2 separate regions of the Pan troglodytes genome follow, and region 1 is linked to region 2. A link is a contact called in public Hi-C data. All regions are on one chromosome and are shown on one strand. The core of a region is the stretch at or near the end of the contact, and the rest is flanking DNA. Distances in the headings are between cores, read along the strand shown.

What was found. Hi-C and Micro-C count contacts between places; a contact is called where the count stands out from the background.
Region 1: a Hi-C map of induced pluripotent stem cells shows a contact between it and region 2, with 2.7 times the contacts expected there. The contact joins two enhancer-like sites. A contact is called at or near these places in 2 of 7 Hi-C or Micro-C datasets (induced pluripotent stem cells and stem cell-derived neural progenitor cells) and 1 of 1 other capture datasets (stem cell-derived neural stem cells).

The regions. Positions count from the first base shown.
Region 1 is chr5:120,438,753-120,445,598 of NHGRI_mPanTro3-v2.0_pri, reverse strand. AFG1L (AFG1 like ATPase) reads right to left here. Exons shown (of 16, transcript XR_010158135.1): 13 at 6,779-6,846; 14 at 5,637-5,899; 15 at 3,238-3,376; 16 at 943-2,558. Among named protein-coding and RNA genes, the nearest start is that of FOXO3, 34 kb to the left of the region's middle. Within about 2 kb of position 4,183, at least 4 of the 24 cell types and tissues checked have an H3K27ac peak or open chromatin away from gene starts, as enhancers often do. A contact at or near this core is called in induced pluripotent stem cells, where this site is marked.
Region 2 is chr5:119,897,478-119,904,190 of NHGRI_mPanTro3-v2.0_pri, reverse strand. No RefSeq gene overlaps it. Among named protein-coding and RNA genes, the nearest start is that of SEC63, 32 kb to the right of the region's middle. Within about 2 kb of position 5,415, at least 1 of the 24 cell types and tissues checked has an H3K27ac peak or open chromatin away from gene starts, as enhancers often do. A contact at or near this core is called in induced pluripotent stem cells, where this site is marked.

The DNA.
Region 1 (6,846 bases), core at 2,934-5,433, 540 kb before region 2:
TATTCCCAACATCACTGGCTCTTGTCGACTGCCAAGGGGCCAGTGGCAGAGTATTAGAGTACTGCAGCTGTGTGAGTGCCTGAGACAGTATCATTGCAAAAGGTGTAGCACTGCCAGAAGATATTTCAGTGTGGAGGATTGGGTTGGGTAACTATTTGAGACACACTGAGTTTAAGCAACATTCAAAAGGAGAGATCCAGTAGGCAATTGGAAGTACAGAACAGGAGACTGGTGGAGTCAGGGATGGGAAGACACACTTGAGAATAACTGGCATCGGCTGGTATTTGTTGCTATGGACATCAAGAAAAGAGTGTGAAAAAGACGTTATGTGTGAAAGTACTTTGTATAATATTGGGTGTTGTTTTTTATAATCACCATTTTTATGTGGATCCAAGAAAGAACTTAGATGGTGAGAAAAGGAAAAGGAACCAGAAGCTTTCAGAGAAGGAGGAGCTGAGACACAGGAGGAGAAGCTAAAGAAGAGAGTTGCAAGGTTGGGGCTGGGCTGGCAAAGTGCTTAGGGCTCAGAGCAGCAGGCAGCAACAAGGATGACATGAGGCAGTGGCTAGGGGGTCTCAATGGGTAGACTGGCTACCATCTTCTCCTGTATTCAAATTCCCATCCAGCTTGGCCCCACCCTTCCCATGCTTAGCACCCTCTCTCCACTCCGGTTGCCAATACCAGCTCTTACCAGTGGGCTCCAGTGGGCACATGGGAATCCTTCATCCCATTAGCAATAAACTCAGCCTTGTCCAAGGGTGGTCCAGGGACCCTTGAGGGACCTGTGACTCTTAGTGAGTCCATGAGGTCAAAGTCATTTTCCATAAAACCACTAAGACATTATTTACCTTTCTCACTCATTCTCCCACATGCACACAGTTGATTTTTTCAGGAGCTACATGATGTGTGATATTCCAACAGATTGAATGCAGAGGCAGGTATGAGAATCTGTCTGTATTTTACTAAACCAGACATTGGCAAAAATTTAAAACAATGCCACTTTTCTCACTAACTTGTTTTTTGTTTTGGAAATGCTGTTACTTTTCATAATGCTATTTAGGTAATATTTCATGTGCTTATTGTTATTTTTAAATGAATTAAATATCTAACAATTTCTGTTTGATTTCTAATACTGGTGATTATATATCCCACCCACATAAAAGCTCTTTGGGGTCTGCAAGCATTTTGAAAGTGGAAAGTGGGGCCAAACGTGGTGCTCATGCTTATAATTCCAGCACTTTGGGAGGCCAAGGTGGGAGGATCACTTGAGCCCAGGAGTTCGAGACCAGCCCTGCCAACATAGCCAGAGCCCATCTGTGTTTTAAAAAAATTTTTAAAAATTAGCTCAGCATGGTGGTGCATATCTGTAGTCCCAGCTACTTAGGAGGCTGAGGTGGAAGGATCACTTGAGCCTGGGAGGTCAAGGCTGCAGCGAGCCATGATTGTGCCTGGGTGACAAAGTAGGACACTCTCTCAATTATTGTGAAGATTAAATATTTCAAAGTTTGCCAACCACTGATTCCAGTTCTTTGCCATCACATATGGGGTTGTGCAAAACAACACCCTTGTGCATACCCCTACACCCACATCTTTCCTGTTCTAGCCTCAAGACCCACGATGACTTTAAAATGGGGGCTACTATTATTACTACTACCAGAAGGGCTGCAGAGCACAGGGTCGGGATCCAGAAGACATGTGCTTACTCGATATGCTTGTGAAACCACTTACCCTCCGAGTGCCCCAGTTTCCTCATGGGTAGTAGGATAATCGCATCTCCCTTGCAGAATTTGCTGTGGACGACGAGTATGGTAGGAGCAAATGATCCTTCCGCCTTGGCCTCCTAAAGTGCTTTCTAAACTAGGAAGTGCTGCGTGGTTACCTATTTTGACGTTGTTAGTGTGGGTGGAGAAGAAAGGCAGAGGAGCCTTGGTCCCCAGGGAGGAGAGGGGTGGGCTCTGGGAGGTGACTTTGTGTGTGCCAGTGTGCTGATGACCTGGGCTCCAGGAATCATAGCAACAGCCTCTGCTCCCTGGAAAGTGCCGTGGTCTCTGCATCAGGCGCCCAGAGTCACGACCCAGCTGCAGGCAGGGCTCTCTGTGCGTACCGGCTGTGTAGTCACAGGCAAGAGCTCCACGGCCTGCCTGATTGGCGGTGATCAACCCTGCTGCACCTTAGAATCTTACAAGGAACATTAACAAGTGCTGATGCTGGGGCCCCACATCTGACCCACCATACCTGACCCTGGAGGTGGACCTAGGCCTAGGAATGTGTAGCCTTGAGAACCACTGGCCTTTTTTTTTTTTTCTCCTGTCAGTTCATGCTACTGACCACAAGATGGTGCCCTCTTTCTGGGAAATCTTTGATGTTCACCAAACAAGCAACAATTCATTTTCTGTATTAATCCTGAAAACATGGATTTGAATTTAACAATCTTCTCCAGCATCTCATTAAGCCAGACCCGTGTGCTCTTGGTGTCTAGCCATTTAATGCGTATCTTTTCCCTTCTGTTAGAAACCAGTGGGTTGGAATGTGTCTTCTGTTTTGCATTCCTCAAAAGGCTATAACACAAAGCAGAAAGTAGGATTTATGATCATAATCATTAGTATCAATAATAACTGATGTTCGTTTAATCCTTTGCCATTTGCAAAGCGCTTTTCACCAACAATCCTCATAGTAACTCTATGAAATGGGCATTATGATTCCCATTTATAAGATGACACAACTGAGGCTCAGAGCACTATCTTGGTCGAGGTCACAAAACAATAATTAGCAGAACTGAATTTTCCAATGCCAGATCTCAAGCCCTTCCCACTGCATCATTAGAGACCAGCAATCAACCACCGGGAACCCAGAAAGTACAGCCCTGAGACAGGAAAATTCTCGGGACGACATCCGGAAAGCCCCCTAGGCAAGCAGGTAAGACAGACTGATGGCTCCACACAGCACAGACGAAAGGCCAGTGGACAGGCATGTTTGACTGGACCAAATGACCAGCTAGGGCAACAGATGTGAGGGTCCTAGTGAGCTGCTGGACTGAGTCAGTAGACACTCGACAAGAGGGCAGATTTTAACATTTGTAATTTTCTGTTCCAGAAAAATGAACTGCTATATGCCAATAGGGAACATTCATCTTAATTCTGACTGTAAAAGAAGTTATAAACTCATTTCCAAAGAAAATCCTTTCCTACCAGCAAGTGACTTCTTTTGAGATTAGTAAATCTAATAAAGGTAACTTACAGACTTGCTGCAAGACAGATTCCCGTAACTGATCAGGAACCCAAATGTCAGGGACCCAGGCGCCCAATCCTTCTGCATGTTTTTAATCTCAGATAAAGCAGCCGTCAAGTGTAGGTTCAAGTTACTTGGACCAGCAATACTGTTTTCAGGACAGAGGCAATGAAATGGAAAATTTAATACGTTAGCACTTTGCTAATTTTATTGACTTCGGTTATATCTTAGCAATTCATTAATCTGTTTTAGCTGTTTTCTGTGTCTCAGCTTCCCTGTCTATAAAATGATTATAATGGCACCTATCTCATAAGACTGTTATATGGATCAAAAGAGTTTATTTATAAAGCACATAGAACCATGCCCAGGACACAGAAAACATCATGTGTTTCTTAAATAAATAAATGGATATAAGCACATCCACTTATTTTACAAGTGAAATTTTAATTTTTTTCAATATTCCAACTAATTTTAAAATTATGTCATTTGCACACTTATAAGTACAGGAAATATACTTTAAGAAGATAAAAGTATTGCCTTATTATTAAAATTTGAAGTCCCACTGAAAATGCATAAATTTGATTAAAATAATACTACAGTCTTTTTGGCCTCAGAAATAGGTTAAAAATTACTTAAGTCCATCCTGTTTTTCATCTCAGGATTAGTGATATCAGCAAATAAGCTCATACACTGCCTAAAGAAATATGAGAAGTGATAAGATTTTTCTTTTTCTTCTCTAAAGAAAGTTTTCCTTTTTCTCCGCTTGACCTCTGTTAAGTCTGGGAACTAGTCATCAGTTTGGAGAGCACCCTTGGCACATGATGTTTTCTCCTGACTCTAAAGACATCCCCCCCGTCTGTGTTTTGAATTGAGCAGGAGCTTTCCACAGCAGTACTCAGCTCAAACCTCTGTCTCAAAGTATACATTTAAAGCATTTCAAAAAAAGAGCATTTGCTGAGAGACTTCTATGGAGAAAGACTGGAATGCTGAGAATGTAATAGGGGCAGGGCTCAGAAGAAAGACATACAAAGTGAAATGTTGCTCTCCAATCTAGGGGTTGTTTTTCATGTTGGCATTACTTTTCTTTTAGTAGAGCTACCATACTGTTTCCTAGTGATGGCTATTCTTGAAGACTTGGGTTTTTTTCTTGCATGCTATTTTATGAAACCAACTTTGGAGATTTCCAGCCACCATGGAACTCCCTCCCCTCCAGAGATCCAGCCAAAGCCTTCTAGCCCCACTTTCTGCATAAACCCTTCTCCCAGCTCAAAGAGCCTCTTCCACTGCAGCCAATCCCAGCAGGCCCCTGGAACTGGGGAAGGAGATTGCGGATTGGGGGCACAGAAGTGGGCACATGCTCCAGTTACTTAGGTGGAGACTGAGCTACAGTTTTTTTCTCAGGGTTTAAGTTCTTTCGTACCAAAATGACATTATAGGGAAGCTACACTGAGAATTACATAGGCTTCTATGCGTTTGACCAGCACCCCAACTAACATTACGTGATTGTTTCAATGGAAAAATGAAACTTTATTCCCAATATCTGACCTCAGATGAACTTTTATAACATAACTTGACAGGGGGACTCTTCTACATACACTCACACTCAGGGACAGGTCTGTCTATCGGTCATACTGTCCATCTATCTGTCTGTCCATTCACATGATTTTTTTAAAAATTAAGATACAGAATAATTACCAAAGGAATGTGAAAAGTAAAAAGCTAAGATCTAAAGAATAAAGTTAAACATTTTATATTCACTGAGTTCAAATCAATGGTTCTGTTGTAAATTTATCTTCAACTTCATTCACTGAGTTAAATGAATCAATTTTTAAAACAATCTCTTTTTTTTAAATAGTAAGAGTAAGAGACAGTGTGGTATAAAATATAGTATATGAGTTTTGTAGTTGTAAACTGTGAATCTCAGGTCAAGCTACTTAACTTTCCCAAGACTCAGTTTTCTTATTTTTAAACAGGGGTTATAATATTCACTTTCTAAGACTATTTTTTTTAACTGAGCTAATGTAAATATATAGCATTCAATCCAGCACAAAGTGGTTATTTCCCATCCTTTCTCCCTATTACATAACCTCTTTGAAATTACTGTGTTTCACTTCAATAAAAATATCTTTAAACCACATTTCATTTATAGAAGGCTTGATTTAAACTCTTCTCTCGGCTTGGGTACTCATCCATCTACCTGCTTGCCTTAATTAGGTTAATATCTAAAAGAGACTATGTGATGGATTATTGACTAAGAAATTAAATAGGGCCATGCTGTGCCACACTACCCCTGCCAGGAGATGGCTAGAGTGGCCAAGATATAAAAAATAAAAATAATAATAAATAGAAAATAAATAGGTTCAAAGAGCTTACTTATGTTGACCATTGTATTCATTGGACTGACTCACCTATGCCTTACCTTCCCCCAAATGCTTAATTTTCACAAGATTTTGTGGATTTTATATTTTTTCTGTTTTTCACACTCATCCACAGCCGAAGATCCACTTTGTGACAATAGTTAGTAAAGCCAGGTTTTACTCAAAGAAGCAAAAGATGAGCTCAGTGAAGGACAAATCAGATTTCCTGTGAAGCAGGCTTGTCAGGCGTTCTTTCCTATTTCCTATTAGGTCCATCTCACGGCAGAGTTGGCGGCAAGGGCGGGGGCAGCATGCTGCAAGGAGAGCAAGTGTCTACAACAGTGGGAAGGAGCCTGCTGTCCACTGGGGTACGGCTGGCCTCATGTGAGCGGGAGTCTCCTCTGCTGTTGGAGTGCCTACGACTCTGACACCCACCCCCCCGCCCACACTCTCTCACTGGTCCCCATTCCTGGCTGCAGAGTTTGTAGCTCTGCCTGCAGATCTGCCTGTTGGCTGGAATTTGACACTTGCTCCTTATTTGATCCCATCATAATTTTCTATTTTTTTTTAGAAAACTTTGTGACCACTTGAGATCAAGTCCTGCCTACTAAACTTGATCTCAGGGTTAAAAACATATTCTTCCATTACGTAGAAATCTGAAGGCCTGGGAGATTTACTGTAATTCATAACCAAAAAAAAAACCACATATAAGCCCATATTCTAAAACATTATCCCTTTTAGTTTATATCAGATTGGAAAACTGTCTTTGTTTTGAATTGAAACATAGGGCATTCTTCCCCCATTATAAAAGATGTATTTCTAACATGCCACCACCATGCAGCCAAAGCTTGAAGGTATCCAGACGTCTTGCATTTACTTGTGCATTCAAGGTTCATTCAGGTGGTTTAATGTGAAGCTAAAATGTCTGGTCCTACATTCATCTTCAGGAATGAGATGATTTTAATTTCATGGTGCAGAAATAAGGCCAAATAAGAAAAAGCAGACCTAAAAAATGTTAAGTGTTTAACTTACTAATCCACTAGATCCTTGAGAGCAATTTTAGATTAAAATGGTCCAGAGGACAAAGTGCATAATTAATGATGAGGAAATGATTCCTTCAAGTCCCACAATAAGGAGTTCTGCCTGCGTTAACCATTTGTCTAGAGTTTTATTTATGCAAAAGTGGCAGTTACTTCTTGGTTCTGTCTCCTTCGTTCCAGTACTGTTCAGTCTGCATTTCCGTGAGTCGGGAAATTGTGCG
Region 2 (6,713 bases), core at 4,166-6,665:
ATAGCACCACTGCACTCCAGCCTGGGTGACAGAGTGAGACTCTGTCTCAAAAAAAAAAAAAATCAAACAACAAAAAAAAAACCCTGCCATCCTGGAATATATTGATAGCTTATTTAATGTCTGAGAGGCTTTTGTGTATGGAGAGTAATGCTCACTACTCTTTGGGCTTTGTTCCATGCCAAATTTATTAATTTTATGAATTTGTTAAATTAACGTCTCCTTAAACAATTAACACTCATAAGTATTCAAACTACTTATAAGAGGAACCAACCCAAACTTAATAGGTTTAAATAAGTTAAATTTCCCTAAACATTTAAACATTTACCAAAATTTATTTAACTAAACTCTTCTAATCATTTAATGAAAATCCCAAGTTCAATCGGAGTCTCTCAAATGCTCTTTAAACACTTTAAAGAGCAGACAACACACACAAAATCTCACAATAATTACAAAACTGCATATTTATACTAAAACTGATTAGAAAAGGCTAGCGGTGAGGATTTAAAGGTTTTCTTTATGCTTTTTTTTTTTTATATTTGTTTTTACAGATGAGGTTTCACTATGTTGCCCAGGCTGGAGTACAGTGGCTGTTCACAGGCTTGATTATAACACACTGCAGACTCAACCTCCTGGCCTCAGGGAGTCCTCCAGCCTCAGCCTCTTGAGTAGCTGGGACCACAGGCACTCGGCTCTTTATGCTTATCTAATCTAATTTTTATATCTCCCGAGACTTACATTTTTGCGTGTATATAGTGAATGCTGTGGTGTGCCATCTGGATCCTTCTGCAGGACTAAGGCACTCATTCCCTCAGGGGCCAAACAGCTCATAACTGAGCCCCTCCCAGAGCAGGGTCTCTCTGCCAATGAAAGCTCCAAGATTATGCCTCCTGGTGGGTGGGGGTGGGGGAATGTTACATTCAATGACTTGTCCATAAGAGAGAACAAAGGCCTGGCCCCTTGGCAGCAAGTTGAGACATCTCTGAAGGGCCACCCCAGATTCACAGCAATCTGCAAGGTTGGCTGAGACTTCTGTAGTGATTGCATTGCAGTTTACCTTCCCCCACCACCGAATCCTGCTTTCCTTACCCATCATAGATGGTGAACCCCAAGAGCACTTCCCAATAAATCTCCTGCATACAATCTCAGAATCTCAGAGGTTGTCTCCCGGGGAACCTGAGCTATGACAGTGAAGTTGTAGAAATATTACTATATGTAGAATATGGTGAATATTCTATTCACACTTCTCAGGGTTGCACTAATTTTACCAGCACTGACTGGGCGTGGTGGCTCATGCCTGTAATCCCAGTACTTTGGGAGGCCGAGGCGGGTGGATCACTTGAGATCAGGAGTTCCAGACCAGCCTGACCAACATGGTGAAACCCCGTATCTACTAAAAATATAAAAATTAGCTGGGAGTGGTGTTGGCTGCCTGTAATTCCAGCTACTCAGGAGGCTGAGGCAGGAGAATCGCTTGAACCTAGGAGGAAGAGGTTGCAGTGAGCCGAGATCACACCATTGCACTCCAGCCTGGGTGACAAAAGTGAAACTCCATCTCAAAAAAAATAATGATTTTACCAGCACTAAAAGGAATAAAGAAGAAAAAGCAAAACAAAAAAATCTTGTTGCGGGACAATCAAAGATGGGAGACACCAAACAGCGTTGAGTTCAGGAAAGGTCTTTATTAAAAGGTGATCACCTGGCTCAGTAGGACTAGCATCCAGCAAAGTCTGAGCCCCGCACAAAGAAAGCAGCCACCTTTTAAGCAGTCAGTTGTCAGGAGCTACGTGATGCAGGAAGTGTATTTACAGAAGCGAGAATTAAGGCAGTTGATCAGTCTTTTACATTTATCTATACTACATGTTCCACATCCTTGGGAAACCATGTTTCTGTATCAACCTCGTAACTTTGCAGCTGGGCTAGGAAGCTGAAGCAGGAACTCGCTGAGCCTCAAGGAATGTGAAACTAGCAAGTACAGGCAAGGCTCACTGAGCACAGAAGGAAAAACAGGCAGTTAGTATTCTTCTCTAACTTAGACTACAGGGGCACTACACTACATTTAGCTTTTGAGAGAAAAAGTAAAAATTTTTGGTTGTCTTTGATTATACTTATACAATTCATGAATTCGCTCTTCAATCTCAGAACAACCAAGGACAGAATTGGGGTTGTTGACTGATTATTGGTTGGGATCTGGGACTTAATTGTCTAGTTCAAAGAGATCTACATCAGGCCATGTTGTTGGGGTGATCAGACCCAATACCAGGTTGTGGGGGCGACGAAGTGTGGCGGAGTCAAAGGAATGAGAAAAAGACAGTTTGAGAGAGAAAGTGGGACAGGGGGCCATCGCGAGTGTGGAGGCTGCAAAGGCCCGGAGCTCTGGGAGCCCACGCTATTTATTGGTGATCAAACAAAGAAACAGGTGGTGAGGATGTGGGGGTTGAAAGGAAACGGTGTACCAAGTGAATGAGAAACATATGGCTACTTGAGATAATGGGAGTGCTAGAAGCAAGGAGCCAGGAAGTCTAGCAGACATGCAAGCCCTACCTCAGCTTTTCTCCCAACACTCAGCTTTTCTCCCAGCACCATGTGAAGGTCATTAGGTGGGGTCCCTCTTTATAATTTGGTCTCCTTTATTTAATCACAGGACTCTTAAGTTCCTGACTTTCAAGTAGATTTTAATCTTTTGAAATTTGGTGTCTGATATATTCTTTAAGTTTTGCATGCAAGGCTGGTTGTACCTCACCCATTGTTCTGGGTCTTTCAATATCTTGGAAACTTACATTTGCTCCATCCATAGCTCATAATTAGGAAGGTCTACTAATGAAGTGGCCTTGTCGTCTGGGGTGATACCCAAGGTTCGTTGTCTCACACCGAGGAAATCAAGGACATGGACAGATAAGGAGTGAGGTTAAGAGTGGAAGTTTAATAGATGAAAGAAAGAGAAGAGCTCTTTGCAGCAGAGAGGGGTCCCAGAGAAATGGGTTGCTAGATCTGCAGTGAAATGCAGGGCGTTTTATAGATGAGCTTGAGGAGGCAGTGTCTGACTTACATATGGTGCAAAAGATTGTTTGGACCAGGTAGTGTACCATTTGCATAGGTGTGAAAAACTGGTCAGGGCTAGGTGTGCCATTTGCATATGGCATGAAAAGATGGCCACCCCCACCCTAATCTTTTATTATGCAGATGGGTTATCTGCCTGGCTGATGCCATGATGTCCATTCCTGTACTGTACACATGGTAACAAAAAAGGGAAGATGGAGCCTCCATGTTGGATATGCCTGGCCCCCAGGTAACACCTTTCTATTGGCACAGCTGCTGGTGTTCCCCTGTGCAAACTTCCAGCTTGCTTACCTACATTTGCAGCTTGATTTTTCAGTCTGCTCTTTGTTAGAAAAAAATAATAATTCCTTGGGCTGCTTTTTCTTAAAAGGGAACCCTTACTAAGGACTCTTTTGCCCTCACTATCTATCTGCGTAAATAATTTATTTCTAGCTCCTGTATCACTAACGATCTTCTTCCTTGAGGAATTTGGGTAATGTGTTGCCTTGGAGCACAGAATTGGCTCCTCTTTTTCACTGGCAACTGCCAAGGACTCCCAGTGCTGACCAGCTCCCAGAGAGCCTTTGACCTGCTTCTATCTGAGCTGCCCCTGGACTGGTAGGGATTTTGGTTTTCTGGCTGAACACCTAATTCTTTAGGGATAATTTGACTCATCACTGTCTATATTTACTCTTTTCTTTTCTTTTTATTTTTTCTGAGACAGGGTCTCGCTCTGTTGCCCAGGCTGGAGTGCAGTGGTGTAATCACAGCTTACTGCAGCCTTGACCTCCCAGGCCTAAGCAATCTTCCCAACTCAGCCTCCCAGGTAGCCGGGACTACAGGCATGTGTCACCACACCCAGATAATTTTTAAAATTTTTGGTAGAAACAGGATCTCACTATGTTGCCCAGGCTGGTCTCAAACTCCTGGACTCAAGCAATGCTCCCACCTCAGTTTCCCAAAGTGCTGGGATTACAGGTGTAAACCATAGGACCTGGCCATATTTACTGTTTTCTACTTACGTAGTTCAAAACAACAACAACAACAACAACAACAACAACTAATATCCATACTATAACTTTTACCAAAATCAATAAAAATGAAATCTATTTTATCATATTGTTGATGAAAAGAGCAAAACTCCGTAATATATTTGAAGAGATTTATTCCAAGCCAAATATGAGTGATCATGGTCCATGACACGGCCCTCAGGAGATCCTGAGAACATGTGCCCAAGGCGGTTGGTTTTATACATTTTTGAGCATTTACGTTGGTTCAGTTGGGTCCAGAAAGGTGGGACAACTCAAAACAACTGGGTCAGGCGAGCTTCCAGGCCGTAGATTTAAAAATTTGCTGATTGGCAATTGGTTAAAGAGTTTATCTAAGGACCTGGGATCAAAAGAAAGGAAATGCCTAGGTTAAGACAAGGGGTTGTAGAGACCAAGGTTCTTATTATGGAGATGAGGCTTCCAGGTAGCAGTATTCAGAGAGAAGAGATTGTAAATATTTATTGATTCTCTCCTGGAAAAAGGGAAAGGGAATTCTCTACAGAAAGTGGATTTCCCCCTACAAGAGATGACTTTGCAGGGCAGTTTCAAGATATGGCAAGGAAATATATTTGGAGTGAAAATATTTTGATTTCCTTCCTTATTTGTTATGTGATGTTACGCCAGAGTCAAGTTGGAAAGTGAGCCACATTATATAGGGTTAAATAAAGCCCCTCTGATGAGACTTTATGGTTTGTAGGATGTGACTCCTCAGGCCCCTTAGGTAGGAATTTGGGCAAGAAAAGAAAAAAGTCAAAGTTTAGTCCTCAATATTCACCCTTTTTATTTATTACAACTATCTGTTGCTATTTAAAAGAGTGTTTCTCCTTTGATTATGGTTATAAACTCATTGCTATCCAGGTTCAGCTAGTTCAAAATAACTGTCATATTATTACTTACTACTACTATTACTACTACTAAAGATATCTAAAATTGATATTGTTATTTTCTAATGCTCACATTATCACAGGCTGGCCAATGGGAGCCCTTTTGGTTGGCTTCCTTTCCTTTCAGTATTGCCTTTGACATCCTTGTGTCAGAGATATTTGAATCAGAGCAACTCCATCTTGAATAGGGGCTGGGTAGAATAAGGCTGAGGCCTACTGCGCCGCATTCCCAGACAGTTAGGCATTCTAAGTCACAAGATGAGATAGGAGGTCAGCACAAGATAAGGTCAGAAAGATCTTACTGATAAAATAGGTTGCAATAAAGAAGCCCGCTAAAACCCACCAAAACCAAGATGGCAATGACAGTGACCTCTGGTTGTTCTCGCTGCTCATTATATGCTAATTATAATGCATTAGCATGTTTAAAGACAGTCCCACCAGCACGATGAAAGTTTACAAATGACATGGCAACGTCAGGAAGTTACCCTATGTGGTCTAAAAAGGTGAAGCATGAATAATCCACCCCTTGTTTAGCATATCATCAAGAAATAACCATAAAAATGGGCAACCTGCAACCCTCAGGGCTGCTGTGCCTATGGAGTAGCCATTCTTTTATTCCTTAACTTTCTTAATAAACTTGCTTTCACTTGATTGTATGGACTCACCCCAAATACTTTCTTTCGCAAGATCCAAGAACCCTCTCTTGGAGTCTGGATCCAGACCCCTTTCCAGTAACATTTGTTTCCTGCAAATAATAGGATATACCAAACAGGTGTAGAGTTCTTTTATGGAAGACACCTTGGTTCTGTTTAATGGAGAATACTTTTAGAGAACAAAATCTGGGTGTTAGGAGTGCATAAAAATGTTGGTGGGAAGGTAAGAGGAGTGCCACAGGGGGGTCACTTTCAATGACAGAGCTGGGAAGATATGTCCTTTATATATGATGAGTTCACCTTAATTTTTTTACAATTTAATAATCTATGTCTATATTTTACTTTTCTTATTATTGGTGGTTTCATTGACCCAGGGCACCTATGTAAATCTGAGGGATGCTATTTACATTGTAGATTTGAATATTTATCATGAAAAATGTCTGGTAGGCCACGTGAAGTGGCTCACGCCTGTAATCCCAGCACTTTGGGAGGCTGAGGTGGGCGGATCACCTGAGGTCACGAGTTTGAGACCAGCCCAGCCAACATGGTGAAACCCTGTCTTTACTAAAAATACAAAATTAGCCGGGCATGGTGGTGCATGCCTGTAATCCCAGCAACTCGGGAGGCTGAGGCAAGAGAATAAGTTGAACCGCGGGGGTACAGGTTGCAGTGAGCTGAGATGGAGCCATTATACTCCAGCTTGGGCAACAAGAGCAAAACTCTGTCTCAAAAAAATAAAAAGTCTGGTAGATGGCAATAATGTTTCTTGTTCTTTTTTTCTTTTTCTTTTCTTTTTTTTTTTTTTTTCTGAGACAGGGTCTTGCTCTGTTGCCCAGGCTGGAGTGCAGTGGCATGATCTCTGCTCACAGCAACCTCCGCCTCCTGGGTTCAAGTGATTCTCCTGCCTCAGCTTCCCAAGTAGCTGGGATTACAGGTATGCGCCACCATGCCCGGCTAATTTTTAATTTTTTTTTGGTAGAGACGAGGTTTTGCCATGTTGGCCAGGCTGGTCTCGAACTCCTGACCTCAGGTGATCCGCCCACCTTGGCCTCCCAAAGTGCTGGGATTACAGTTGTGAGCTACTGTGCCTA